4 separate regions of the Mus musculus genome follow, and regions 2, 3 and 4 are each linked to region 1. Evidence: chromatin contacts called from public promoter capture Hi-C data. All regions are on one chromosome and are shown on one strand. The core of a region is the stretch at or near the end of the contact, and the rest is flanking DNA. Distances in the headings are between cores, read along the strand shown.

The links. Promoter capture Hi-C pulls out the DNA fragments that hold promoters and counts their contacts. Capture Hi-C pulls out chosen DNA fragments and counts their contacts.
Region 2: a contact with region 1 is called in a promoter capture Hi-C map of liver, with 2.2 times the contacts expected there. The contact joins the promoter of Pld2 here to the promoter of Atp1b2 in region 1. A contact is called at or near these places in 3 of 39 promoter capture datasets (liver and pre-B cells).
Region 3: a contact with region 1 is called in a promoter capture Hi-C map of hippocampal neurons, with 2.8 times the contacts expected there. The contact joins the promoter of Slc16a13 here to the promoter of Atp1b2 in region 1. A contact is called at or near these places in 6 of 39 promoter capture datasets (cranial neural crest, fetal liver, hippocampal neurons and 2 more).
Region 4: a promoter capture Hi-C map of liver shows a contact between it and region 1. The contact joins the promoter of Aurkb here to the promoter of Atp1b2 in region 1. A contact is called at or near these places in 12 of 39 promoter capture datasets (cranial neural crest, embryonic stem cells, erythroid cells and 7 more), 2 of 115 datasets of contacts at active chromatin or transcription factors (bone marrow-derived macrophages and forebrain) and 1 of 9 other capture datasets (liver).

The regions. Positions count from the first base shown.
Region 1 is chr11:69,603,999-69,607,473 of GRCm38.p6, forward strand. It overlaps Atp1b2 (ATPase, Na+/K+ transporting, beta 2 polypeptide), which reads right to left and starts at 1,962. Exons shown (of 7, transcript NM_013415.6): 1 at 1,263-1,962. The coding sequence starts at 1,374.
Region 2 is chr11:70,538,544-70,542,018 of GRCm38.p6, forward strand. It overlaps Pld2 (phospholipase D2), which reads left to right and starts at 1,729. Exons shown (of 25, transcript NM_008876.3): 1 at 1,729-2,071; 2 at 2,302-2,411; 3 at 2,520-2,650; 4 at 2,754-2,896; 5 at 3,272-3,377; 6 at 3,458-3,475. The coding sequence starts at 2,303.
Region 3 is chr11:70,219,164-70,222,638 of GRCm38.p6, forward strand. Slc16a13 (solute carrier family 16 (monocarboxylic acid transporters), member 13) reads right to left here and starts at 1,831. Exons shown (of 4, transcript NM_172371.3): 1 at 1,316-1,831; 2 at 1,032-1,175; 3 at 1-167. The coding sequence starts at 1,514.
Region 4 is chr11:69,044,203-69,047,677 of GRCm38.p6, forward strand. Aurkb (aurora kinase B) reads left to right here and starts at 1,435. Exons shown (of 8, transcript NM_011496.2): 1 at 1,435-1,806. The coding sequence starts at 1,759.

The sequences.
Region 1 (3,475 bases), core at 712-3,211:
GGACTCAGGTAGCAAGATCTGTCTGTCTGTCTGTCTGTCTCTCGCCCTGAGGAAGCAGCCCCTGAAATGAGGGGCTAATGGCCCAGCAGTCACCCCCACCTTTAACTCACACAGGATCTTGGCCAGAGTCAAGGAGAAGACAGAATCTCCTAGAAGCCTTCCCTGGACATCATCTCTCAGGACTCCTATCCTAAGCCTCCAGTGAGGAGGACATGCTGTTCCAATCTCCCTGAACTCTCAGTCTTTCTACCTAAGAAGACAGTTCCTCTGTGGAGGCTTCTGAGTAGCCCAAGCATCCATCGTTGATCCTTCACATCCCACAGGGTCTTGGGTTCCTTGAGGACAAGGGCTGCATTGATCTCCTTTCATGGTCCCCTAAGCCTCAGGTGGGTGGTCTGATGAAGACTGTGTCCAATCGATGTGGATATGTCGTAAATTATGTCACACAGAATCCCTTGTGCTTCAATTCTCCAGCTTGGCACTGTCTTGCAAGACTGTCAGTCACCCTTACCTCACCGGGTACCCATCAGCAGCCCCTGACTACCTAAGTCCTTGCACACCCATGAGGTAAGGGTAGAGAGTTCTTCCAAGGCATCTGAGTCCCATGTAAACACCCTGCCTGAGGATGTACCCATATCAGCACAGTGACCATTACTCCCTCCACCTCTGACATCTGAAAACCTCAAGCCTGGAAAAATACCATCCCTCCTGGCAGCCCCCCACCCACAAAGCAGCCACAGAGGACTCCAAACGCCCAATGGTGGAATACAGACAAACAACTTCCGCTGTTAAGAACCCCCCCTCCCAAGACCCCCCTGCCAGATCCGCCTCCTCATGAATGTTCCCAGGGTCCAAGGGGGTGGGTGAGAGCTAAAAATAAACGAGGTTGGCTAGCTAGTGAGAGCCAGAGGGAGAGTTAGGGCACTCTTCGGGGAGAGGGATGATGACCGTGTGCAGCCGCAGGGCCTGAGCCGGAGCGGGAGCGCCGTGGCACGGACACGCGCGCAGAGCCCGCGACCCCCCGCCCGAGGGGGCTCCGCGGGGGGCGGGCAGGCGGCAGTGACCTACTTTCTCCGCCTCCGCAGCGGCCAGTCAGAGAGATTAGACCGCTGATTCGGGGCCCCTCCCGATCCAAAGCCCGACAGTGGGGGCTGGACGCCAGGGACCCGGCAGGGGAGCTGGGGCGACGCCCGCGGGACCCTGCGCCCCAAAGGCATCGCCGAGCGGTCAGCTACCACCTTTCCCGCGCCAGCCCCGCGTACCCCAGCTGGTCCCGGTGCGCCCCATGAACTGGTGCGTCCGCGGGTTCCACACGAACTCCTTCCACTCCTCAACCACCTGCCCGCAGCTCTTCTTCTCTTTCTGGATGACCATCTTGGAGGCACGGGGCGAGTCCCGGCGCGCTGCTGGGGGCTGCGGAGAAGCCGGGGCGTCGCGCGCTGAAGCCCTCCACGCACCAAATGCGCGCGGGAGCGAGGCAGGGAGACTCCAGTCAGATATACAGCTGCTGCAAATTCCGGGGTGCACAGCCACGCACTGTGGTCTGCTGGCAGTGCGGCGAAGGTGCACCGAGGCTAGGCCCCCCGACTGCGATAGAAAGGGGGGCTGTCAAAACAGGGAAAGATAACCAGGGAAAGGGATGCCGAGGCACCTTCACCCCACACACCGCCTAGAAGCAAAACAAAAAGGGGTGCAAAACCAGACGGCTCCAAAATTCGAGCGAAACGCAGAAAAAGCGGGGTGCAAAGAAGCAGGGAAAGATGGGGGAGGGAGCCGCCCCGAAATCCGAGATGCAAAGAGGCTGTAGAACGCGGCAGGTGGCCGATTAAGGCTCCTCCGACAAACGGCGACAGCCACACCACAGTTGGCCCAGCCAGTGGGAGCTGGGGCGGGGACAAGCAGTTGTGGGGGAAAGACAAGGATAGGGGCCCCCCAATCGGAGGCTCCGCTCCTCAGCAGTGCGGGGAGCGCGAACCCTGCGCACAGTCTTTATAGTCTGTGACTCTGAGGGTGTCCGCCCCCTTCCCACCCACCCCTCAGGAACCCCGCCTCTTCGTTGCTCGCTCAGGAGACCTCATACATATGCAAATGAAGATGGATTGGACCCGCCCCCTGGCGCCTTTTTTTTTTTTTTTTTTTTTTTTTTTTTTGGTCCTAGCGGGTTCTTCCTACCCCAGACCCCAGGTACAGTACTGAAACAAGATTGGAAAAGAAGACAAGAGGGTGAGAGTCTGGGTAGACCTAAAGAAGAGAACACCTCCTGAGAGGCTCAAACTGAAAGACGAGCTGATACGTACTCAAAAGTGGGGGGCCCGGGGCAGGGAATTTAAAAAGAGACTAAGATAGAGTTACTTCGAAAGCCTCCGGAACAGAGGGCTGAATGTGAGAGGAATAAAGAAAAGCAAGCGCCAGACACCAAGAAAGAGCCTAGAAACTAGAACATAGAGAGGGATAGAAGCCACCACAGGACGCCCTTCTTCTCGGTTCCACTGGCTCCTTTGTCCAACCTACCTGTTCTCCATGACCAGGGTCCCTGCCATCTTTCCAAACTTGTTTGAGCCCCAAAATTTCCCTGTGTCCCTGATCTACAGCCAGGTCTGCATGGGTCCTGCCTTCCAGCCGCCCCTCCCCACCAGGTCTGATCTCCAGCCCACGCTTGCTGGAGCACCTACACCTGATGCCCCAGCTCTGGAACCTGGGTTCCCTTGGAGTGATGTTGCAGCCCAATAGCTTAAGAAGAAGAGGGGCAGGCTGGAGAGATGGCTCAGCAGTTAAGAGCACTGACTGCTCTTCTGAAGGTCCTGAGTTCAAATCCCAACAACCACATGGTGGCTCACAACCATCCATAATGAGATCTGACCTTGTGTGTCTGAAGACAGCTACAGTGTACTTACATATAATAATAAATAAATCGAAGGAGAAGGAGAAGGAGAAGGAGAAGGAGAAGGAGAGGAAGAGGAAGAGGAAGAGGAAGAGGAAGAGGAAGAGGAAGAGGAAGAAGGCCATTATCTTTATTTCTTTCTGTGGCAGGAACACCACAGTCCATACTTAGAGGAATTGGTTTTTTTCTTCTACCATGTGGATCCTGTACACAAGGCTAGCCTTGAAGAGATGCTCCTGCCTCTGCCCCCCACATTCTGGGTTTATAAAAATATGCCACTATGATATTTTATTACTCTCGGTGATGCTAGTAATGTGTTTTGTTTGTTTGTTTGGTTGGTTGGTTGGTTGGTTTTTATTTTTCTTTTCTTGAGACAGGATCCTGTTTATCTGAGGCTGGTCTGGGACACTGGTCTGAAGCAGCCAAGGTGGTTTCCACTCCTGAATACTGGGATTGCAGGTGTGTACCACCATATCCAGCTCCAGGGTTGCCTTCCTCTGCTGAAATTATAGGTGTTCATGACTATGTCTGACTGTAATTCCAATTTTACTCCAAGTATCACGGAAGTAATTCTAGCATTGTGAAATGACATAA
Region 2 (3,475 bases), core at 479-2,978, 930 kb after region 1:
CTGACATAGAGGTATCCTATCTAATATATAGATATGCACATATGTATTAAGGTTTTTAATTAGGAAAAGATGAACAGATACTTTATCAAGATACTTAAGCATATGTGTAATGGTTTGTATATCCTCAGCCCTGGGAGTGTCACTATTAGAAGGTGTGGCCCTGTTGGAGTAGGTGTGTCACTGTGGGTGTGGGCTATAAGACCCTCATCCTAGCTGCCTGGAAGCCAGTATTCTGCTAGCAGCCTTCAGATGAAGATGTAGAACTCTCAGCTCCTCCTGTACCATGCCTGCCTGGGATGCTGCCATGATCCGGCCTTGATGATAATGAACCTCAGAACCTGTAAGCCAGCCCCAATTAAATGTTGTCCTTATGAGGGTTGCCTTTCATGGTGTCTGTTCACAGCAGTAAAACCCTAACTAAGACAATAGGAAATACAGTTAACGCTGTTAATATTCAGAGATGTACAATTAAGACTGCAGTGGTAAACCTTTCAGACCACTCTAATGGATAACAGGAAGGATCTATGGAATTGAATGTGCACCGTGCTATGGAGCAGCTACAACAGAAGTACCATACACTGGTTTTTAGAAATATAAAATAGAAGAGCCATTTTGGAAAGTTTTTGTATTTAATTGTTTTCTCTATTTTGGCTTTGTGTGTATAAATGTTTTGTGTGTGCAGTGGCCACAGAGGCAAGAAGAGAACATCAGATCCCCTGGGGACTGCTTGGTGAGCAGCCATGTGGGTGCTAGGAATCAGACTCAGGTCCTCAGCTCATGCACAGAGCCATCTCTCCAGCCCCGGGGTTTGTTTTTTCAGCAGTGTTTTGCTGTGTAGCCTCAGCTGGTCTCAATGCCCAAGCTTCACAATACTCTCTCCAATTCTCTGTGCTGCTGAGCTACAAACTGCCAAGCCCAGACCTCGACAGCAAACAGTAAGTTAAACATACACTTATATGACCCAGTAGTTCCACTCTAGTTGTTTACAGAAGAGGAATTAAAATAATAAGTCCACAAAAATGACTGGCACATAAATGTTTATTGGAGGTTCATTTCCAGTGAACAAAACCTAAAACAATTCAAATGATGATTCAGCGGAAATTTGGAAGGGAAAAAAAGGACAGCCTTTAGGATCTGGGGAAAAAAAGTTTTTTCCAGACTGAAATTTACAGGCGATTAGGTTCCAGGTTCCGAAATTGGTCTGTTATTGTCGCTCAGTGTCGGGCTAATCACTCCTGCGTTAAAAGAGCGTTTCAAGAATGAAGAATGCGATTTCTCATACAGCAACGAACTTGGCAGTCACTCGGCTTTTTATGCTCTTATTACCTTCCATCAACAAAGGCTATCTGTACCGGGCCCACCAAGGGGACATCTGCAGGTCCTCGCAACCCAGGCCGTTCTGCCCGGATTCCAGGCAGTGCTGGGGACCAGACTACCCAATGGCCGCGCGCGCGCGCGCGCGCAGTAGAGGAATGTGCACTACGTGGATCGCACACTGGGGGGTGCTGGACATAGCCAGCAGGTGCCCCGAGGGCAGCTGGAGGAAGAAGACAGCCCTGGGGAGTGGGCGGCCTCCGGAGTGGGCGGCCCGGGCCCGGGCGTCTCTAACGCAGGGCGGGCAGAGGACGGCGGGGGCGGGACCCAGTCGACGCGACAGTCGTGGAGGTGAGCCCTGGGGGCCTTCCCGCCCCCCGAGGGCAGGCTCTGAACCCCGGCCCCGCCCCGGCCCTCTGGGGTGTAGGCTCCTGGCTGAGTTCTGCCTGCTTGCGAACCCGCACGGGCGCCGGGGTCCGCATCCAGGGTGCGGGGGCCCGGGACGTGGCGCGGCTGAGGTCCGGAGCCCCGGGAACCGGGCGGGGACGCTGTCGGGCTGGAGCTGCAACGGCCTTCTGACTCAGCCGCTCGTCCAGATTTCGGGATCTCTCTCCTGGGCGGGGAGCGCGCAACTTCCTCATTCCCGCCCGGACCCTTGCTTCCAGCCAGTCTGACCTGACTTCGAGCCTCGCTGTCACCAGGGCTCCTCCCTTGGACTTAACCTCGCCCCAGTTCGAGGCCATCCCACCTTAGCTAGGTGCTTTTTTGGACCTGAATTTGGAATGAGAAGCGGGGCTGAGAGGCTCTGGTTGAAGGCTGGGGGAGGGAATGGAGGTTGCAGGGGTGGGTGTTAGAGGGGCGTCGGTCTACAACCCTAGACGTTGAGAGTCACTGAGTAAGACGGGAGAGGACCGACCGGGGGCGTTGGATGGGGAAGGGGTGTTTCTGTAGGGCGAGTCCCTTCCTGAGGCTTCCTCATATTCCTAGGATGACTGTAACCCAGAAGAACCTCTTTCCCTATGGGGACTATCTGAACTCCAGCCAGTTGCACATGGAGCCAGATGAGGTTGACACTCTGAGGGAAGGAGAGGATCCAGGTATAGAGGGAGATGGCTCCCAGAGAGGGGAGATAGGGATCTGAGGCCTCCTGAGATCTTTACACCCTTGGGTTGTTTTGTTTTTGTTTTGCTTTTTTCCCCTCCCAGCTGATCGAATGCATCCCTATCTGGCCATCTATGACCTTCAGCCTCTGAAAGCACACCCCTTGGTGTTCGCCCCTGGGGTCCCTGTTATAGCCCAGGTGGTGGGCACCGAAAGATACACCAGCGGATCCAAGGTCAGTCACCAGCGGATACCAGGGAAGGCGAGAGAGGGAGTCCTGGCCCAAGTGGAGGCCTGGGTTGGGCCAGAAGACATATTTTAGATTTTCATATCCCCAGGTGGGAACCTGTACTCTATATTCTGTTCGCTTGACGCATGGTGACTTTACCTGGACAACCAAGAAGAAGTTCCGACACTTTCAGGAGCTGCATCGGGACCTCCAGAGACACAAAGTCTTGATGAGTCTGCTCCCTTTGGCTCGGTGAGTAGAACTCGGTTGCTTCCCGTGAAAGGCAGGTACTTCTCACCCCATGGCAGCCTCACTCACTCCTGTCTGTCTGACTCTTATCCCCTGGGCATTTTCCTTCCTCAGCTCTGTGCCGTGCCCCCTCCCTTGTCCCTGGTTCCCAGGAAACTTTCCCTGCTTGGATCTCCTCCATAGTACTGTGCCAATATTTTAGCCAGGCTGGATGCCCAGAATTGTCCTTAGCAACCCCCTCCTCCCAGTTGTCTCCATTCCCAGGACAGAGACCCTTTCTTTCTTCTGCCTTTCTTCTTTCTTTCTTTCTTCTGCTAGCCTTTCTTCCTCCAAGGCCCCGTCTCCAGCTCCTTCTTGAGTCTTCTCTCATCTCTGTAGCTTTGCTGTGACCCATTCTCCAGCCCGAGAGGCAGCCGCCGAGGATATACCCTCCCTACCCCGAGGAGGTTCTGAGGGCTCTGCCAGACACACAGCCAGCAAACAGGTATGCAGCAGGTCCTGTAGCAAGGTGTGCAGTATGCAAAAGGTTCTGGCTACATCTGTTTCTTTTCCGTCTCCCTTCAGAAATACTTGGAAAATTAC
Region 3 (3,475 bases), core at 581-3,080, 620 kb after region 1:
CCCTCTCCAGGCATAGTTGTTGATCAGCCACTGGAAGAGGGGGGCAAATGCAAAAGAGGAGATGCCCACTCCAGTCAGGGCCAGCCCCATGGCCAGAGATCGACGCTGAGAGAAGTAACGGGAAAGGCAGGCCATGGTCGGAGTGAAGGTCAGGGCCCAGCCAGAGCCTGTCAAAAGGAGAACAAGGCGGGAGGCTGTGGGCTTTGGAGGTGCTCAGAACACCCAGTAATCCCAGCACAACCTTGGAGCAGACTAGCCCCTGCTTTGCACGCCCACAGACCTGGGTGTTCACAGTGCTGGGTTTTAACACTTTCTAGCTGTGTGACTTTGTGTGTTCTGCTTACTCTCCCAGGCTCAACCACCTCATCTGCAAAATGGGGTTAACACACCTTATAACAGTGGGTCCTGACCTTCCTAATGTTTTGACTCTTCAATACATGTTGTGGTGACCCTCCTCCCCCAAACCAGAAGATTATTTTCATTACTACTTCCTAACTGTATTTTTTCTACTGTTACGAATCGTAATGAAAATATCTGAAGTCAGAGCATCTGCTATGTGACCACCCCCCCCCCCCATGAAAGAATTGAGCAACTCTCCCAACGGGATCGCTACCTACGTGTTGAGAACCGCTGCTCTATGGGATCTGGGAAGACAAAAGATAGTGTTCCTAAAGTACCTAACACAGAACTTTGGAATAAGAGCCCCATCTCTACTGTTTTTGGCTACATTAATCTTCCATTGCCCGGGTATGTAAGCATCGAAAGCGTCACTATTAATTTTTTAAGTAAGCAATGATATCTATTTCGGTCTCTACCTAGCGCAATCTTAATAACAACCTCCCTTCTACCCTCCAGTCCGATGGGTTTGGGCTTGTGTTTTCTGGATTATCTCTGACTTAGTCATTCAGTTTAAGAATTCCCTTCAGGGCATAGGTTCTCCCTGAGCCTTTTTGGAAAGAGGTGGAAGAAGGTGAAAAACCCAGAAGCTTGAGATACAGGCCTTAGACTTCTGCCCTTGCCCAGGGTCTCACCTGACAGCAGCCCAATACTCAGGTATAGGTGGGTCAAGGAGGTAGCAAATGAAGCAAGCAGCATCCCCAGCGCAGCCAAGATGCCCCCAGTCATCACCACAGGCCTGGGCCCCAGCTTCGTGCTCAGGGCACTGCCTATTGGGCCTAGGGAATTGGAATGGGTTCTGCGAGGTGGTCTCCGCCACCCTCCCTCAGCATCCTCCCGACCCTTTCCCCTTTCTGGTCCCCAAATTCCCTCTTTTCTCCGAGGGTGGCAGGCCACCGCACCCGGACGCCGCACTCACTCCCAAACTGCTGCACCGCGATCCCTATGGAAGCGATCCAGGAGACTCTGGCTGCCTGCTCCTCAAACGCCGCCACAAATTCCACGAAGAAGACACCGAAGGAACGGAGTACCCCAAACACGAGCGCCGACTGGAAGAACGCTGAGAGCACCACCATCCATCCCCAGCCCCCGTCGGGGGGCTCAGCCCTGCGCACCATTCCGAAAGGAACAAAGGGGCAACTCCTAAGAGCCCCTGCCTGATCTGGGCTTTAAATCGCTCACTTTGGCCCTCCCACCTACCCTGCAGGACGCTCAGCGCTAAGCTGGGGCTGGTAGCTAGGAAGTTACTGATAAAGCATGTGGCGCCTGCGCCTTTCCCCAAGAGGAAGGAGGCCCTATAAACCGGGACCTGCCACCGACACAGGGCCGGGTTAGACCGCAGCTGAGATCCAGACTCCAGCCAGATGATTTCTTTAGTGGTCAGAAAATAAAACCAGGTTCGGGCCACAACCCTAACGAGAGGTAGTCTGGTTGTGGATTATGTTATCTTTGAGGATTTAACACCTGCCTAAGTGGGCCAACATCCAACACTTGGTTCGCCAATTAGGATGCAGGTCTCCAGAGCAGGGGGTGGATCTGGAGGGGCTGGGCGGGGTTTACAGCATTGTTCAGGACCTGCAGTGAGAGAGGGGCGCATGCGTAGGGAGGGGCATGAGGAAGATAGGTCCCACGTGACAAGGGACCTAACCCTGAGGGTTCTGCGGTTCTGCAATCACATTTCCAGACTTGCATCAAAGGGCTGGTTGTGGATAAACTGGTCCTGGCCAGGCAGAAACTCACTTGCTTAGTGAGGGATCCAAAAATTGCCATGCAGCGTGGGTATGAAGGGACAGGTTATGAGGTAAGAGTCAAACTGACAGAGCACCTGGGACGACTAGAAAAGCCCTGAAAATTCTAGACGGCTGAGCCGAGGGCGGCGGAGGAAGAGGGAAGACAGGAACGCGCAGACTGTGATCCTAGCTGCTCGGGAGGCAGAGGCAAGCTCATGGTCAACGTGGGCAATTTAGCTAGACTCCGTCTCAATTTTGTTTTTCTTTGTGTTTTTGTTTTTTACATAATTAAAAGGGGGGTTACAGGACCCATTGAACTGGTCCTGGTTCAATTCCCAGTATTGCTGTTATAAAGCGGGGAGGCGGGGAACGAGGACCGGTGACGACCCGGAGTCCTGGCATTCGTTTCTGTAATGAGAATTATTTTCCTGCCGTTTCCGACCCCACTAGCAGGAAACTAGCAGGTCACTGAGACCAAAAATAACTGAGAAGAGGAAGGGCGGCTGTCACACCACCAGAGTCCCCCATTACCACCTACTTTTTCCTCAGCAGTGCTGGAAGCTTTCTCTTAGCCTTCTAGTACTGGCCACTTCCTAACCAGTTGTTTTGTTTTTTATCTTATGCTGAACACCTTGAGAGAGGCAAGCTATGACCCTGGTCTCTGGAGCAGTCAGCCTCTTATCTAACCAGAGCTCTAGAGGCACTGCCCCCTCACCTCCTGAGAGCAAAGACTTGGGCTTTTCTTTTATGGTACCTCAGGCTCCCCAGGACTCTGACCTTTGAAACCTTGGGCTGGGAATTCATATGCAGAACAATGGGGAAAGAGGCAAACGAGAGGGGGATGGTATAAGAAGTTATGCTTTTAAGAAATCACACTGTAGGGGCTGGAGGGATGGCTCAGCAGTTAAGAGCACTTGCTGTTGTTCTTTCAGAGGAACAAGGTTCAGGTCTTGTCAGCTCCCGCACTGTTCCAGGGGATCTGACACCTTCTTCTGGCCTCCACAGGCATGTACCCATCTGGGTCACTTAAATACATGTAGGCAAAACACTACACATAAGGCCTGTCTGCAACCCCAGCTATTGAGACCGGGCTAAGAGGGTAGCAAGCTTAAGGCATGCTGGGACTTCAGACTGAGGTAAAGGCTAATCTGGGCAATTTAGTGAGATCCGATCTTAAGGAACTTGGCTGTGTTGGCATGTTCCTGTTACTCTGGTGCTTAGGAGGCAGAGTCGAGTTTGAAACCAGCCTGAGCTACATACAAGACTGCCTCAGAAGCCCAAAGAGGGGCTAGAGCGATGGCAGAGCAGGCGAAGCAGAGCTGATGCCTCGAGTTCAATCCCTGAAACTC
Region 4 (3,475 bases), core at 185-2,684, 560 kb before region 1:
AAAAGAGTTATGAACTTCCTGGCCACATGAAATATCAGCCCTTAGCACGAAAGTAGTGAAAATACCCCTCGTGGCCAGCTTCAGTGTGACTTGGCCAGCAGAAGCCATCTCTACCATGACTCAAGGAATATAAGAAAAACCAAGAGCTAATTCATCGGGAATTGCTAACGTATAGAATTGGAAATGGATTTAATTTATATATATTTTTGGAGTAAACAGCTCACACTGTAGCCTGGAGCTCCTAGCAATCCTCCTGCCTCAGGCTCCAGAGTGCTAAAATTACAAGCCTACTGTCAGAAACCTTGCAGGATTTTAAAGAACAAAATAGTAAGGACACATAAGCAAAAAATGTGCAAGAGAGTGGATTTTGAGTGTACCTAGCCCAGGAATGTAGACCATGCCACTGGCTGAAAGCTCTTCCTAGGAAAACAGGATACTTAAGAAAATACAAACGGAAGAAATGAACTGGGCTTGTCAGTGGTGCAGTGAGATAATTAGAAATTCAAGGCCAGCCTGGGCTGAATTAAAGGCCAACTTGGGCTGGACAGAGAGACCTTGTCTTGAATAAACAAAAACCAAATACAAAACAGACAGGTAGGATAGAGAACCCAGAAATGCAGTTCCAAATTCATGATTTATACACCCACAGATTCAACTGTTATCTGTCTGTCTGTCTGTCTGTCTGTCTAACCTACACCTCTACCCATCCCATCTAGAAGATTGCATCTGTATTGAGTAGTAGACTTTCCCGGCATCATATTCCCTAACTTAGGTCTTACTGCTGTCTCACAGTATTTTTATTGTATTAGGTAGTTAGGTGATCTAGGAATTAATCAATGAAGCCTAGAGAATTACAGACCCTATGCAAATACTGTGTCATATACAATATTATGTCTGTATATATAATAGACCTAAGCATCTGCTTGAATTGAATATTATGGGGCATTGTAAAGGCAATACACCAAAGATACTGAAAAAAGACTGTATTTTCAAAGATCATATTAAGGGTAGCATCTAAATTTTCGTGGAAACCAGACAATTTAACCAAGGTCTTCGGAAAGAACTCGGTCATATTAATGTTTACTCTATATATTTTATTTATATATAATTATTATTTTCTACCTCCCCCCAGGGTATCTCTGTGTAACTCTGGCTGACCAGGAACTCGCTTTGTAGACCAGGCTAGTCTCGAAGTCACGAATCCACGTGCCTCGGCCTCCCGAGTGCTGGGGTTAAAGGCGTGCGCCCCACCACCGCCCAATTTAAATATTTAATTTTTTATAACTAGAAAAAGGAGCGTGCACATCTTGGGACACAGTTTCAAACTAGTAAAAAGAAGCCTCTTAGGCCACACCTTCGTTCTGTTTCAATGACTACATCACAAAAAACGTAGCCAATGAGAGTGGGCTGAGTGGCGGCTCAGCCAATGGACCTAGAGCGGGAGATTCGAAAGCGTCCGGGTCGCGGGGTAAACCGGTTCTCCGTGTGCGAGCGCCTAGTGGCGTAGGCTGCGGCTTTGCGGGGAACTGCGGGGGCTGCAGTGGTCCACGGGGCTGATCGGGTTCCGTTGGGCGGATCCACGTGCCCGCTATCCGCCTGGAAGGAGAGGTGCAGGAGTACCCCCGACCTTGGCTGCGTGCTGACTCGCTTCCTTCTGCCCGCCCAGGCTTGCACTCCCCGGGGATCTGCCTCTGCATCTCTTGCCTTCGCTGTTGTTTCCCTCTCTGTCCAGCTCCCCTCCCGCTCTCGCCCTGGAGAATGGCTCAGAAGGAGAACGCCTACCCGTGGCCCTACGGCTCAAAGACGGTAAGGTCCTGGCCACATTCCCCGCCCCACGTCCCCCGGAAGAAGAGTCCATGAAGATAGAGGCTGGCCTTGCAAATGGCCGGACTCTAAGCGTTTCCGACGTGTGGGCCTCAAGAATTTGCTTGCAAAACTCAGTCTGATCACTTGCAGTCTTACCGTAGCAGATGTTGCCAACCTGAATCTGAGGGCTTCCGTAGAGCTGAGCCTGCTCGTCACGTACAATAATAGTTGGGACTGAGCAAACATCATCGTGCTTTCGGGTCGTGAATCTCACTCTCGAGTCTGAAAAAATTAACTACACAGGAAATAGATTATAGAATAGAAGGTTACGGTTTAAAAGGTTCCGAATGATCTAAATATTTATGTACGGCCCTGGGTATGAAACCCCAGAGCTTCCAAGTTTTGATGTACCATCCATACTACACTCCAGCTTTGGAATGTATCGTACTGAGCGGTGGGAAGTAAGAATCCAAGTAGATTTGAAATGCTGTGTGTATGTGCGTGCGTGTGCGCCACACTGGAGATAGTAAGCACGGTGGTGCACACCTGTAATACAGCACACCCGTAACGCACTTGGCTACATGATGGGATCCTGTGGCCACCCCCAGATGAAGAGCCCTTCACTGTATATAGTCTGTTCCCTGTTGGTGGGACCTGAGCATCCTGGACAGTCTATCTCTTTCCTTGTCCCAGCTTCCTCCTCTGTGGAGCCCTGAGTCAAACTGACAAGCGTGCAGTCCTGTTACTTTTACCCTGATTTACTATCACAGGAAAATATCTATTACTCAGAGAACTTTGAAAGTGAAGTGACCCAAGTGTAAACATATCTTTTATTCTCCTGGCCTAATTTGTCATCCCCGAGGGTCACAGTGTGGTCAAATATCCTGCAACACCCCTAAAGCCATCAGTATCCCTATGTTCTGTTCCTAGAAAGAGATGAAGTTTTGTTTCAACTTCACAAGCTCAGGCTCTTACATAAGCCTGGGTGATGTGTTTAGAACTATCCAGACTGGGCAGTGATGTGCCTGCGGTGGGCTGGGGTCAGGGGAATTGGTGTAGTAGCCTCTTGCCTTGGGTTGTTTTGTCATTCGTTCATTTACTTTGCTTTTTAATTATTTTTGTGGAGGGTGATGTTAAAACAAGGTCTTCTAGCTGGGCGGCGGCGGTGGTGGTGCACTAATTTAATCCCAGCACTTGGGAGGCAGAGGCAGGTGGATCTCTGAGTTCAAGGCCAGCCTGGTCTACAGAGTGAGTTCCAGGACAGCCAGGGCTCCACAGAGAAACCCTGTCTCAAAAAACAAAAAACAAAACAAAACAAGGTCTTCTTTAGCTCAGGCTGCAGGCTGCCTTTCTCCTAACCAGGAGCCTCCACCTCCTTAGTGCTGGGGTTGTGGATGTGTGCTGGACGCTCTCAAGTTGTTTCATTCTTTTTATTCATTTTATTTTTGCAAGTTACTTTTGTTTTTCTCAAGACAGTTTCACTGAGTAGCGCTGGCCATCCTGGAACTCAGTCTGGCCTAGAACTCAGAGGTCTCCCTGCCTCTGCCTCCCAAGTGTGTGCCACTGCTGCTGGCTGCCAGTTGTTTCTTAATAACCCCTTTCACGTGGAGCAATGAGTAGATTCTTGGCTAGGCAGGCAGACCGTGCTGTATCAGTATTGTTCTGTGAA